Regions from separate parts of the Gasterosteus aculeatus genome. Here region 1 is linked to region 2. A link is a contact called in public Hi-C data. All regions are on one chromosome and are shown on one strand. The core of a region is the stretch at or near the end of the contact, and the rest is flanking DNA. Distances in the headings are between cores, read along the strand shown. Region 1 holds the start of atp11c (ATPase phospholipid transporting 11C (ATP11C blood group)). Region 2 overlaps sox3 (SRY-box transcription factor 3).

The links. A called contact is a pair of places that touch in the nucleus more often than the background predicts.
Region 1: a Hi-C map of tail fin shows a contact between it and region 2, with 4 times the contacts expected there. The contact joins the promoter of atp11c here to the enhancer-like site in region 2. A contact is called at or near these places in 2 of 6 Hi-C or Micro-C datasets (tail fin and whole body).

What each region holds. Positions count from the first base shown.
Region 1 is chr4:5,843,512-5,847,892 of fGasAcu3.hap1.1, forward strand. It overlaps atp11c (ATPase phospholipid transporting 11C (ATP11C blood group)), which reads left to right and starts at 2,963. Exons shown (of 29, transcript XM_040173559.2): 1 at 2,963-4,003. The coding sequence starts at 3,977.
Region 2 is chr4:5,801,252-5,805,508 of fGasAcu3.hap1.1, forward strand. All of the region lies in intron 1 of sox3 (SRY-box transcription factor 3), which reads left to right. Among protein-coding and RNA genes, the nearest start is that of sox3, 8.3 kb to the left of the region's middle. Within about 2 kb of position 2,425, at least 7 of the 9 cell types and tissues checked have open chromatin away from gene starts, as enhancers often do.

The DNA.
Region 1 (4,381 bases), core at 1,713-4,212, 43 kb after region 2:
ATGTTAAGTCGTCGAGGGAATAATTAAAAAAATAACCATATATTGTCATCAAATGCATGTCTGTTATATTTTAGGGTTGTTTAAGATTTACACAGTGCAAAATGTAGTCAGTTGTATTACTCTCCTCCCTCCTTAAGCCATACTTTCACTGAAAAATGAAATCTAGATTGTTATACAATTGCTATGCGGTAATTATATTCATATTATCCACATAGAAATAACTGTAGTAAAATAAATGATAACTATACATTTACGTTTATTTATTCATGCTCTTTGGGATGCATGAAAGGTTTGGTCACGTTTTATGTGATGTATTACATTGTTCCTGTATTCTGCATTCACTTGAATACTAAACAGTCACAAAACGAACGGTCTGTGCACATGAGCAACATACTTAAATTTCTGTCTTAAACAGCTCTAATAATCTAATAGTTTAGTCTTTAAAAACACATTAAAATTTCCAAGATGTTTGATTGCAATGAACTTTAATACAGTTTAATACACTGGAAACTGCTATCACCTCTGCAGCTCTGCTCAAAGTTTCTTTCCCAGGGCAACAGGTTGGTTGCGTCTCATTGATGTCACGGTGCTGCCACCATGTGGATGCTCATTGAATTACAGCAACCAGTTGAAAGGTCAACGCATGCATCTTAGATACGGACGCAGTACTGAATACAGTAAACAGAGAAGAATTACATCACTGCTCTTTGGTGGTAAAGGTTATGTACCAGTTTGCTCCACTGGACCAAGTACGTATCGCAGTTTATGTGATCTCATCTCGAGAGAATCTCTTAACTTTATTTTGTTGTTCTAAAGTTGAAGTCCTGAAGCAGTTCTATCGTGCTGCTGTCAGTCACTCTCAGATATGAGGAAGTACTGATGAGCCCACAGTTTATATGGCGTTTACACCTTAATGCTGTTGATTTCTACAAAAAGACACTACGTCGCATGGAAGTCAATCCTCACTAAGTGTGTGACTTTCTGCTAAAGAAACCCGGAGGAGGAGGAGGAGACTATTATTCTCAAAAATGCACCAACAGTAAAAGAGAATGAAGCGTTTCTTCGTTTGACCACATGGTGGCGATAGAATTACATTTATCGTGTATCTGTTGGTGGCTGACAGATTATTTCTCTATTACACGTTTTATAATAATATCACATAGAAATTGTAAGAAAAAATGCCTTACTCGGAAATAAATAGTAGAGAAAAAAAGATGAAGAACAACATTTAGCATTTTAACAGCATATGATGAAACAATACAACTGCAAACATGAATTTTGAGTTTAAACAAAGTCCACAGTGACGGGTTTCATTAAGAGTAGTAGCTACAGTGTCATAGTACAAGTGTGTCAACAGTGAAAATAATAATAATCTAACAAACCCTAACCCCCTAAAAACAATCAAATTCATTTGTTGTGTCAGTCAGAAATAAGAACATTTACATGTTGTCAGCGGTCCCTGGTTGCCACGTGTTCTCTCGGCACCACGGCTGGGAAACACCACGTTGGGTTTCTCACTTTCTCATGTGATGTTAATATGAGGTGCATGTCTTCGTACTGAAACCACATTGTGCAGACTGGGTGGTGCCTCAAATATTTTTACTTTGACGGCTTTTAACTATAACACGCAACCTGAGTTTAGAAAAGTTCAAATATTCATATAAGCTCAAGTCAGCTACGAAACTGAACGATATCTGAGACACAGACCGAACGGTGTTCGTCCAATGCTTAGTGGTTACACTCGTTCGCACGCACACTAACCACAAGCACGCAATCATGGTTTTGACCTTGGCTGACTTGGCTGCTGTTCTTACTAACATAGACACCCTCTAAAGGTTATGTACAAGTACGTGACAACTTAAAAACACCTTCCCCACTTGTCACAGTTTGCAGAACTGACCACATTTTATTGACAGGAAGGGCGTCACTGAGGCACAATGCAACCCGAGTTGCTACATGCAAATATAGATGCCGGGGTCACTCATGTACAAATACAAATGAGCCTCTGTGTTAATGTTGCTTTCACACAACATGTATTGCACAAGCAGCTAAATGTTGTTACATAATACATTATCTGCAAGGTTTTAGTAATTATGAAATGCATGACTCAAAATATTATTATAATTGACAATAGTAGTTGTCCGATACTTTCACAGAAGAGCACAACTTTCCTAAAAGAGACCATTAAGAGCAATTACCTCTGTGAAACATTTACATTTTTGCATGTATTTTTATGCTCAGCTGCTCTGTGTGGCTTTTAAATGCGCATAACAAGAGTCGAGACGTTCTAAGCCTCAGACATTGGGCTCATTGTTCTTTCCTGTTTCTTGGAATTTCAGCTTATTCTGCTTTTATTTGCTTCAACTTGTGTCACGGTAGCAGGAATTTTCCCTACGTTGGCACATTTCACCCGATGACACCGAGACACGGGCAGAGATGTGGTTTTCTATGGGAACACAATTCAACTGTTTCCCTCTCCCACACGGTACTCTTTAAAGCTAGAAGCAGGAAGTAGGACATTCGAGCATTTTTATTATGTTAACATTTCCTCATTGAGGTCAACAGTGTTGGCACAAAGCTGTGACAGACCTTCGATATTTGGGCAGAGTATTTAAAGGACCCTGTGCAAGTAACGTCTGAAGGACATTTGATGTCAGAGTTCATTAATCAAGACAAGCTTTTGAGTCGCAGAACTCATTTAGCCATCAGAAATGTACATTGACATTCATCTTTTACAAATTGTTGTTTCCTGTTCATACTTTATTAGTCTTTTTTTGTAAGTTTGATGAAAGAAATGTCTGTAGCAATGCCAATGTTGCAACAAGGCACCAGACGCATGACATACTCAAGTGCAGGTAATTTGTAATCAAGACTGGTGTTTTTCTCTCAAACGTCATTTACCAATTCTCAGAGCAACTCCTTCAAGATCTGCAATTAACATGCGGACACAATAAACTTAACATAGGTATGTCGAGGGCTTGTCAAAAGCTTCCGTGCTAAAAAGTATTACTTCCATTTTTAAGGGAAGTATTGCTATTGGGAAATACTTAGAACCTTGTAATATTTCAACAAACTACAGTGTAATAAAAGTGTAGTGCAAAATGTTTTCTATATGTTATTGATAAAAGACGTCGTGTTGCTTGCTATTGTGCTTTTTGTCCATCATGCTGTAATGAGCCATCTTACTCTGGGATACTAAAATCCCAGAGAATAACTTAACATAAGACGCCTTTATTCAACGCTCAATGGTCCCTGAAGGACGACCACAAACCGCCTGTTTCTCCGCAGAACAGGGGTTCAGCGTCAGACTACACTACCCACAATGCACCGCGATGCACAAACCCGCCGCACCTTCGCCGGGTGGAGCCTGTGAACGTGGGGACGTCGGCGGTGGGTTTGCCGCTGGAGTGCGAATTGTTTGACAGGGAGCCGAGGCGACTTGTGCCGAGAGGGGGGCGGCGGCGGCGATGAAGAGAGAAGTTAGTTGTCGGCTTTCCGCCTGAACGAGCGTCTCTTTTTCGGACCGGTAGTTTTTCAAGCGAGGCAACCGGCGCGGCGCCAGCAGATGATTCGTAGTAGCCCGAGCAACAGGGCGACCGCTCCAGCCTTCCGCGGAGTAGAAGGCGGCAACCGCAACGCGGAAAAATAATTCCAGGTGGGGGGGTAGAGAGGGGGGAGAGAGAGAGAGAGAGAGAGAGGGGGGAGAGAGAGAGAATGCGAATGGTGACAGGATGCCGAAATCAAACAAAATGGAAACGATGTAGCGCCGCTGCGACGTTTCGCGTAGCTAGAACTAAGGGTAGAGTAGAGAGCGGGTAGCTAAGGGGCTAGCAGGGCGAACTAACGCCATACATGTGAAGTTATCCCCGCGAAAGAAGCCCGGCCGGGAGAGAGACACCGACAGAGAGAGAGAGAGAGAGAGAGAGAGAGAGAGTTCACCAGCGTTGCGAAATCAAGGAACAGGACGCAGAGGAAGATGCTACGGAGAAGACTGAACCGCTTGGTATGTTTACGTGTCATCAACGCCACACACACACGCGCGCACACACACACGCACACGCGCGCGCAGTTGTTAGCGTGTGTGCGTGTTGCGGCTGCTAACGGCTTTTAACTGCAGTGGCTCTGTGTCCTGAAACGATGTAAATCATTTTAACCCCCCACACCCCCGTTTTAGCTAAAAAGAAACTTGAGCAAAGTGTTGACACTGCCTGACAACACGTAGCGAGGGGGTGGGGGTCTCCCTCCATTGCTCTGAGCCAGTTACCTAACGTTAACTGACAGGTAAGTTCTCTGCCAGCAGGAGTCACGACTCTTTTTTTATTTTATTTTTTTATTATCTGTGTAATTGTTGTCTTCTGAGTGGAATAGTGCAGTCAGTGTG
Region 2 (4,257 bases), core at 1,175-3,674:
TTTCTTCGACATAAACTTATGTTGTCCGTCACATTTGCCCGATAGATTTAATTCTGTGTAAAAATAAAAGTGAAATATAATCAAAATGATATACTTTTGATACTCCAATCCATCTTTACTGTGAGAAAAACGAGTAAAATATCATTGCTTTCTCCTGTGGAATCGGTGGTCTGAGAGGAACATGCCACACACAGGGCATCCCTTTAAAAGAAAAATAAACTTCAATAACCTATCGAGCTGCGTTCCTCAGGACTTGCCACATATTTCCCCCAACATTCAACAGTGGGATCCTTATGCCGCGCGCCCCGAGACCCCCTTTGGGCCGTCGGGCTTTGCGTCTGAATCAGAGCAGACTGTGCTGGTGGTCCTCCGTTCCTTAATTAGGAAATTAGCTGCACACAGGCCCTCATTACCCAACTCCGGGTTCTCTGTCTCTCTCTCTCTCTCTCTCTCTCTCTCTCTCTCTCCCCCCCTCTCTCTCTCTCTGTCTGCTACTGGTCAATTTCCATAAGAAGATTACAAGCGGATCAGTATTGCAGATAAACAAATAACTGGTCCCTGAGAATAGATGGCTGCTAATTGGACGTTAGTTGTATTGCTCTCGGTCTGTTTGTAACGCCCCATTGAACGGGGAAATTAAATTCATGAAGTGATGTCTCTTTCCAGCTGATTTACTGCAATATGTCTGAGGGGCTGCGGGCTTCCCCCCGTCAGCTGACACATACTTTGAAAAGTCCTTTTCAAATATATATATATTTCAAATATATATCTGTTTTTGAGACATCATGTTAATATGTGTAACACATTATTTAGTCTTTAGGTGGATTTTAGATGCTGTTTTAGAAGCAGAAACTTTCATTATCGGAGTGATTTAGAATGACTGGCAGATGTTATGAGTTCATTGATCATTTATAAAGAGCAGCCCGATCAACCATTAAATCTCATATTTAAATATTATAACCAGCGTGGCTTTGACGATAAATATATTGACTCTCAGCCGTTGTTTTTACGTTTAAAAATACATAATAAAGTCGACAGGCTCCAGTCCTTCGGGTGTCCTGCATCAGTAATGAAATGCTTTTTTTTCTTTTTCTTGATCTGAAAGCTCCGGGAGGTGAAACGCTCCCAAAATGCACATACCAGATGGATCCCCGCGGAGCTCATGTAAATACCGAGGTGTTAATAGTCGTGTTCGATGGCCGATTCTCTCGCCGTCATTAGCAGGTGTGAGCTTCGCCCCGTTGAGCGATCGGCTCCAGCGGCGTTTCGGCTCGTTTGCAAAGGGGGGACGTTTTGCAAATGAAGGCGATCATTTTAATAACACCGCGGGGAGAAAACGAGTCCGCAAACAGTGGCGCATGGCGGAGTGGTGCGAGCTCAGTACAAAACTAAAGCTCTCTGCCCCCCACCCCCCCCGAAAAGGGATGGCCTGTCCCCTCCACAAGAGGTCGTTGATGCATTAGAGTTCGGCTCGGCGGTTCCCTCCGCGCTGCAGAAACGTGCCATTGGTTCACCGCGAAACACAGCGTTGGTCTGCTGGTTAAGGTCAGAACAGGGTGAGGTCATTAATCAGGTAATAAGACGGACATTATTGTAATATCATTTCACATTGACCAGTCAAATCGCCATTCTTCTTCTGTTTGATTGCACTGCTTTTTTTACACTATTTCACCCCAGGGAGTTACATTAAATTACATTACGTTATCTATTCGGTTATATACGATACATAAGTCACCATTTCCAGGTCATGAGAAGATTGAAGAGATCACACGTTTTGGAGCAGGTGCTGAAAAATATTTAGATTGAAACATGTTGGTGTGAAAAGTGATCAGTTAAACAAAAATAAATCCGTTTATTGGGAGTTCTGACAGCTGCAAAACCCCCTTAAGAACACGGAGGGGATCTGATTTTAAATTAGGATTTAAACCACAAAGCGTGTTTCACGGCAGGTGCAGGTGAAATGATATGTTTTACTCTGCCAGGGGCACATTTTATTCCAATATTCGACCTTTAACTTGAAGTATTTGCACTCCCATCGGGGCGCTTTGGCCTGTTGTGATTTGTCTCTGTAGCTGATTTGACATTTATCCCTTAGGAGGCTTGGTTCGCTTCATCATGAAAACTCTTTCGCACATGTAGAATTTGTTTTCGATGTAATTTGTTCCACAACACCTGATCAATACAACAAATATAAACAGCCCCCCCTCCCCTTAACGTGTCCCGTCCATTATAAACGTTATAAACCTAGAAACACTTTGCGCTCAGCTTGTTGATCTGTTTTAAAACTTTACCTCTCCCTCCTCCTCTGACAAAAACAGCGCGCTGTGCGCTGCGGTTGGTTCCACGGAGAGCTGCTCCCTGATTGGCCGCCGGCTCCTCGTTGTCACGCTGTCAGTCCGCATCACATGGTCCGGCCACTAGGCCTATTAACACATGAGCTTGCCGAACAACTTTGCAGAGTTCTGTTTGAGAGCAGTGCAGAACGGAGCTGCACAGAGCGGAGAGAAACCAGAAGCACCTGCAGAGACACTTGCTTCTTTGGACACAACTTTTTTTCGCATCTTCTTGGTCAGTACCTCTACCTCTTTGACTTTTTTTTAAATTATTCTTTTTTTTTTTTTGGTTGTTGTTGCCCGCGAGTGAACACTGAACACCGCCAGAATGTATAACATGATGGAAACGGAGCTCAAGACCCCGCTCCCGCAGTCCAACTTGGGCTCGGTGCCGGGCGCAAAGAACAACAGCGCCAACGACCCGGAGCGCGTGAAGCGGCCGATGAACGCCTTCATGGTGTGGTCCCGGGGCCAGCGGAGGAAGATGGCTCAGGAGAATCCCAAAATGCACAACTCCGAAATCAGCAAGAGGCTCGGTGCCGACTGGAAACTCCTCACCGACGCCGAGAAGAGGCCATTCATCGACGAGGCCAAGCGTCTGCGCGCCATGCACATGAAGGAGCATCCGGATTATAAATATCGTCCCCGCAGGAAGACCAAGACCTTGCTCAAGAAAGACAAGTATTCTTTGCCCGGGGGTCTGTTGGCGCCGGGATCCAACGCCGTCAACAACTCCGTGTCGGTGGGGCAGCGCATGGACGGTTACGCGCACATGAACGGGTGGACGAACAGTGCGTACTCCCTCATGCAGGACCAGTTGGCCTACCCTCAGCATCACGGCATGAACAGCCCCCAGATCCAGCAGATGCACCGGTACGAGATGGCGGGGCTCCAGTACCCGATGATGTCCTCGGCGCAGACCTACATGAACGCGGCGTCCACGTACAGCATGTCTCCGGCGTACACGCAGCAGACCGGCAGCGCCATGGGACTGGGCTCCATGGCGTCCGTGTGCAAGAGCGAGCCCAGCTCACCGCCGCCGGCCATCACGTCCCACTCTCAGCGGGCGTGTTTGGGGGACCTGAGGGACATGATAAGCATGTACCTGCCTCCCGGCGGAGAGAGCGCGGAGCATTCCTCCCTGCAGAGCAGCCGGTTACACAGCGTCCATCCGCACTATCAGAGCGCGGGGACCGGCGTCAACGGGACGCTACCGCTCACCCACATCTGAGGGCGGCGGAGGGAAAAGACTTTAAAAGAAAAATTAAATAAAAAAAATAAAAAGTACTTCGGATACTTGAACTTTTTGGTTGCTAAAGAAACGACGTTCAACGGTTTTGTTCTCAAACTATTTTATTTCACGAGTTGTCAGTTTTCTTTTTCTTTTTTTTTTTTTAGCATGCATTTGAAATGGGCCGAAACTCAAAGCGTTGAGTCCACCAGAGTAAATTTGCATCGCAAAGAGGCTTTTTATCACAAGTATAAGCAATCAACATATGTAGAAGAATTGGACTTCTATATTCTAATTAATGCCATATTTTCTCTCTGTGAAAAGGCATGTGGCCTCATTAAGAGAGGCTGGTGTATTTCGGAAAAGCCGGATGGAAAGTTGGTTCATAAATGTTTACACTTCATTTGTAGAATGTCAGTTGTCTCGACTGTGTCAAAATTTTGTAGTCTCTTTTTACCCCCCCCCCTCCCTCTTGACCTATAGGTTCAAATGAAATGTTAAGACTGTGCGGGTCGCAAACGCAAGTTTTATTTATAGTAAAGGTTTCTTTCTCCTCCTTTTTAGCTTGTGAACCCGATGTTTTTGTCACGTGAAAATTGTCAAGAGTTTGTTTTTTGTAAAATTGTTATTTTCTGTGATGGTTTTGACCGTGTCATGTTTGCTCTGTTTATCACGAACGAAAATGTTTATTTA